Linked DNA regions of Mus musculus: region 2 is linked to region 1. The links are chromatin contacts, called in public HiChIP or PLAC-seq maps. All regions are on one chromosome and are shown on one strand. The core of a region is the stretch at or near the end of the contact, and the rest is flanking DNA. Distances in the headings are between cores, read along the strand shown.

Region 1 (2,914 bases), core at 47-2,546:
TAAGATTTTCTTTGATGAGTACAGGTGCGTTGCCAGCAGGTATGTCTATGAACTACAGACCCACCTGGTACCTGTGGTGGCCAGAAGAGGGTGTAGATCCCCCAGAACAGAGGGTTCCAGACCATTGTAAGCAGCTATGTAGGTGCTGGAAATCAAACCCAGTTTTGTTTTTGTTTTTGTTTTTGTTTTTGTTTTTTTGATACAGGGTCTCTCCATTTAGCCCTGGCTGTTTATTCACCATGTAGGCCAGGCTGGCCTCAAACTCTTACTCCTGAGTGCCATTCAACTCTTTCAAGGCACAAGGCTTGTGGCACTTTGATATAGCAGGCCTACAAAATAGACTCTTTCCAAATTAACACTGAGTTTGCAACTTTTAAGGGTTTCCCCCTTAGTCTTTTTGTCTAAGAATATTAACAACACTATAAAAAGAAGCCTCCGCATGAAAATAATGACCTGCTGTGATGGTCGATATTGCTGATTTGATACTATCTAAACTTACTTAGGAGACAAGCCCGTGGGCAGGCCTATGAGGTTATCTAGATCAGATTAATTAAGGTGGGAATAGATGTAAGGTTGAAATAAATTAAGGTAGAAATAAACTGGGATGCCATCCTGGACTAAATAATAAGGCAGCCCGGTTCCAGCATCCGTGGCTCTCTGCAGATGAAATTCCACCAGCCACTTCCAGCCAAGCCTCTTCATTATGATGGGCTTCTCAGTGAGGGGAAACAAACCCTTCTGTCCTTCAAAGGTTTTTGTCAGGGGATTTTTTCACAGCAACAAGACAACTAATACACCTAAATGAACCGAAAATCACCTTTGGGGTTATCTTTTGCTGTGTAGGCTTGTCACCTCCAAATCTGAGCCGTGCTCAGGCCCTGCACTTAGCCACCGTGTCCACTGTCCTTGTCCTGCAGTCTGGGAGACCCTCCTTTGAGATGACAGATTTGCCTTAGGCGCTCCCTGTGCTCTCATCACTTGGGACCTACACGGCAGGCAGCTCTTCTCCAGTGCCTGTGATAACAGTTTCCAGGGCGTGACGCTCCTACACAGAAGATGCTCCAAGTGGACCTAAAGGACAAAGCTGTAACCTCCTCCCCGAACACCCCACTGAAAGCCACAGAGAGGAGGGTTGGCAGGGTTGGCGGGAGGGGCTCCATCTTGGCGGAGCCCCGAGGGCCACGTCGCCACGGGCTGGGGGGGCGGGGCCCGCGGGTCACGTGCCGGGCCTCCCGCGCACAGCTGGAGGCGGCGCTCGTCCTCCCCACGAGCCGTGGAGCCCGTGGCGCGCGGGGCATTGTGGGCCGAGGGGCGGGGGTTGGGAAGATGGCGGCTCCCAGCCTCCTCAACTGGAGGCGGGTTTCCTCCTTTACCGGACCGGTGCCTCGCGCCCGGCACGGACACCGAGCCGTGGCCATCCGGGAGCTGATGATCATCTTCGGCGGGGGCAACGAGGGCATCGCGGACGAGCTGCACGTCTACAATACCGGTAGGCGGCGGCTCGGCGACCCCGCCTCGGGACCGCGGAGGGGGAGGGGAGGAGCGGCGGACGCGGGCCTGACAGCTGTCACCGCCGGGTCGCCGCTACCCCAGCCGGGCAGGCGGCGGGGGAAGATCGGCTGGGTCGGCAGCCCGAGCTCGCAACGTGTTGGAAGGCGGCTCGGTGCTCGCGGTTCCGCGGGCTGGACGTGACTCCACCGGTAGACATCGAGACACCCCGGCCCATCCCTCCCCGTGGACCCGAGACGGCGGGTTCCACGGCTGGGCCTCCACCCTAGGGCCGGTCACTTAAGGGGTGGAGATCCCGCCAGTGTCAAGAACAAAACCCACCCCAAGGCGGGCCTCGGTGGTCTTTGCCTTCCCCCAGCCCCCTTCTTAGAACCTAGAGAGTTGAGGGGCGGGGAGGTTCTCCTGGCTGCCTCTTCAGCGTAGGTACAGTTAGTACCGGGCGGAAGCCCGCAAGACAGTTCTCTAAACTCGCGGCGGAGAGAGTTGTGGGTGAACGCGGACTGGTCTCTGATTAGCCGATGTCTGTAGTGTATGTGCTCTGCCCTTCCGGGCTGGTCCTCGCCAAGGGGCTGTCATAGCTAAGGCACCGCTGCACAGCTCGAAGTGTCACTTGTTAAGGGGGCAGGTCTTGACCTCCGTGCTGGTTGAAAGTATATTTTCTCCACTTACAAGTAGTCTAGCAATCATAGGAAACTAGTTAAGGCTAGATACTGAATTTGGTGTCGTTTTAGTTCACAACCTACAACTTTGATGAAACAACTTGATCACAGTAGTCCTCTAAAAGCTAAAAACGGTAGGAGAAATTTTGTTAGTTTTGACTCTCCTCAGTACTCCAACAGAAAAAGTTTTGAAGATGTTTGATTTGGTATAGTGTAAATACCCTGGGCTTAGAAGAAATTGGGTCTGTTTTGAATCTTGCTTTGGCAATTGTTCTAAATCAGCATTAAAGTTACCACGTCTTTCTAAATCACAGGTTTTCCACTTCTTTAATGGGGGGTGACACCAGGATTTTTTTTTAAGAGTACAATGATGCAGAACAGGTTTTCTTTTCCTTTTTCAATACAGGTTTCTCTGTGTAGCCCTGGCTGTCCTAAGACTAGCTCTGTAGTCCAGACGGGCCTCGAACTCACAGAGATCAATGAGCCCCTCGGCCTCCCAAGTGCTTTACTCGGACTAAAGGCATGTGCCACCAGTGCCTGCCCCAGATCTGGGTTTTCAACAGCAGCATTATTACATTTTGGGACTGGTGATTTTTGGCTGTGGCTACTACCTTGTATGTTGTAAGATGCGTGCTGGCATCCTCAGGCTCGAGCCATGGGTTGGTAGTTACACCTCCATCCCAGTTGTGACAACTATATATGATTTTAGACATTGTAAAATCAGTATTCTTGGGGGAGCAAAATAG
Region 2 (2,945 bases), core at 247-2,746, 650 kb before region 1:
TCTATTTAGTTGGGGCTGGCTTACATTGTCAGAGGTTCAGTCCATTATCATCATGGTAGGAGCATAGCAGTGAGCAGGCAGTCAAGGTGTTGAAGGAGCCAAGAGTTCTACATCTTGATCTGATTGTACCCAGTACAGGACAGGCTGTCTTCCCTAGGTAGCCACGAGGAGGCAGTCTCCCACACTGGATGAAGCTTGACCATAGGAGCCTCAACACCCACCTCGCTAAGTGCCACACATCTTCCAAGGCCATACCTACCCCAACATTGACACACCTGAGTCGTGCCAATCCCCATGGGCCAAGCACATTCAAACCACCACATTCCATTTCCTGGCCTTACATCCTTGTTTAAACACACAAGTCTATAGGGGCCATCATAGCCACAATGCAAAAGTCCCCATAGTATATCATAGTCTCAACAATGTTTAAAAGTCCAAAGTTCAGAGTCTCTTCTGAGACTTATGCAATCTCTTAACTGTAATCACCTGAAAAAAAATCTCAATCATAATGGAAATTGTGTATTTTCAACATCACAGGATGCACATGACCAGTCCAAAATTATAGTGAGGAAATACTGGACCAAAGCCAGACCAGAAATCAGCTGGGGAAACGCCAAACTCTGCATTTTCATGTCTAATCTCTAACTCCTTTCAGCTTTGGTGACTGAAACACAATTCTTTCTCTTGGCTGGCTCCACTTCCTATTAGCAGTTTTCCTTGGCAGGTATTCTATGGCTCTGGCATCTCTAATATAGTCTCCGAGGCAACTTCAACTTCACACCTTCTTGTTCCAATGTTGGGGATCCACACACATTATCTTCTGGGCTCCTCCAAAGGGCTTGAGTCATATCTCCAGCTCTGCCCTCTGTAGCACTCTGCGCTGTTCTTGGTGATCATCCCTTGGTTTTGGGCTCTCCAGTATGCTCTGGTCTTGTGCTCCAACTAGGCTCCATCAATAGCCTCTCAGGCAGACCAAGAGATCGGGAATGTAAAGGGTAGATGAAAAATAAAAATACATCCCCACCCCTAGGTAATCTAAATGGTTGGATTATAAAGGGAAGGGCCGCTGTGGGAAGCAGGGCTGTAGAAGTTCAGGGTAGGGTCGGGGCATGCCAGCCAACTCTGTAAGCAGTATGGACTGAGGGATGCAGGGAGAAGTTGACAGACAGCCTCTGCGCTGATAAAGTACCCACCTTAGTTTTTTATCCCTGGTTGTAGGACCTAACATTCTGTGCCCAGGAGGAAGAAGGGGAAATACCTACTGTGTGAAGGAGAAGTGCCGGAATGACTTTGCAATCCAGGCACAAGTTCAGCTGCAATGCCAATCTCCACAGCTCTGGGAAAGTTCTGTCCCTGCAAACCACTGTGCATTGTCCCTGTAAGGCACTCTTGACTCTAGAGTGTTAGCGCCTGTCACAGAGGCCTTATTAACCAATCAGAGCCTGGATTCGGACTGCCAGTCAGAACGGAGGCGGGCACTTCCGCCACCATGCTGCAGGTTTGACTGTGAGTCTTAGGGAAGCTCTTGTGGTTCTGTGTGCTGCTTTTTCAACTGCTGCTAGGAGCTGTGAGGAGAGTGGGTGAGCCCGGAATCCGCACCATGGTGAGCGGGGCCGCCGTCCCCACGCGGGGAGGATCTGCGGGAGCCCGGGGTGCGGGAACCGGCGGCGAGACGCGGGGCCCGGTGTGATTCCCTTTGTTCCCCCTGAGGTCCCCTCATCTCCCAGGCGGAGGCGGGACCTCTGATCGACTTAGTTCCCCTCTCTGCGCCTGCGTACAACTTGGGACGCCGGACCTGCTGTCCGCAAAGTGCAAAGCACCATTCAGTGCACGCGCATGCGCGGGTTTCACGGTAGCCAGATTTTCTGACTTGCAGAGCTCTAGTTTCTCTAGAGTCTTCTAGAAGTTCTTCACTTGGCATTTGCCATTCAGGTGTGGGCTCCATCTCCAGTGAATTCTGCGCAGGTGTAAAGTCTGTGCTATTAACACATTCGCATGCAGATGCCACCGTGGTCCAATCCCATGTGTAAGACCAGACTTACTGGGTTACCTACATTAACTGTGTTGCTGTTTCTGAGTGCTCTCTCGTGTTTTGTTGGTCTCTTTCTTTCTCAAACAGCACAGTCTTTATCGCAGGTGTAGGGTAACTTAGAAGCCAGACGGTGTCACTGTGCTGTTTATTCAGCCTTGTGTGTTCATGTTTTCTTTCATGCTGACCTTTTGTCATCGGCTTTCTGTCGTTCATTGCAGAAATCGTTAGACTCTTTAGTGGACGTTTGTTGAATCCATAGCTCAGATTGTGTCCTGCAATAATACTGAGACTTCTTGTCTACAATCTTGCAATTTCTCTCCTTTGATTGAATTCGTTGATTTTTTTTTTTTTATTATATATTTATAGTTTTGGCAACCGATATTTGTCCCACTTCTGTGTATTTCTGGCCATTTTATCCATGGTGACATATAAGAGATATGGGGATCTGTACTTTTAATTTACTACATTTGTTTCTTGTACACAAGTGTTTGGCTTTCTTGTATTTGTGTTTATCAGTTGGGTGTTTGGTGTCCATAGAAGACCAAAGAGGCCATTAGATGTCGCCACCAGGATCTAGGAATAATTTTTTACCACCATGTTAGTGCTGGGAACCAAACCCAGCTCTTCCACTAGAGCAGAAGTCTTAGTTGCTGAGCCATCTCTTCTGTCTTAAACTTGACAGACTTTGAAAAATTTGCATGTGAGTGTGCCCATTTCACAGGCTGAAAACTGAGGGTTAAGGTGATTGAGGTTTGTTAAAAGTCTTGTGTTTGGGAGTTGGGAGATGTCTCAGAGGTACTGTTTGAGACTCGGTCTGTTTGACACAAGCTAGAGTCAGACTGGCCTGTGGGCAAATGTGTAGGGTATTCTCCTGATTAATGATTGATATAATAGTGCTTACCCCACTGTGTTT

The links. HiChIP or PLAC-seq counts read pairs in DNA pulled down with a chosen protein or histone mark.
Region 2: a contact with region 1 is called in an H3K27ac HiChIP or PLAC-seq map of embryonic stem cells, with 5 times the contacts expected there. The contact joins the promoter of Zfp873 here to the promoter of Hcfc2 in region 1. A contact is called at or near these places in 3 of 39 promoter capture datasets (embryonic stem cells, pre-B cells and stem cell-derived epiblast-like cells) and 2 of 115 datasets of contacts at active chromatin or transcription factors (embryonic stem cells and pro-B cells).

The regions. Positions count from the first base shown.
Region 1 is chr10:82,697,818-82,700,731 of GRCm38.p6, forward strand. Hcfc2 (host cell factor C2) reads left to right here and starts at 1,297. Exons shown (of 14, transcript NM_001368720.1): 1 at 1,297-1,489. The coding sequence starts at 1,327.
Region 2 is chr10:82,046,627-82,049,571 of GRCm38.p6, forward strand. It overlaps Zfp873 (zinc finger protein 873), which reads left to right and starts at 1,497. Exons shown (of 4, transcript NM_001319203.1): 1 at 1,497-1,603. The coding sequence starts at 1,601. Gm46195 (a long non-coding RNA gene) reads right to left here and starts at 1,422. Exons shown (of 2, transcript XR_001779681.1): 1 at 1,263-1,422; 2 at 1-960.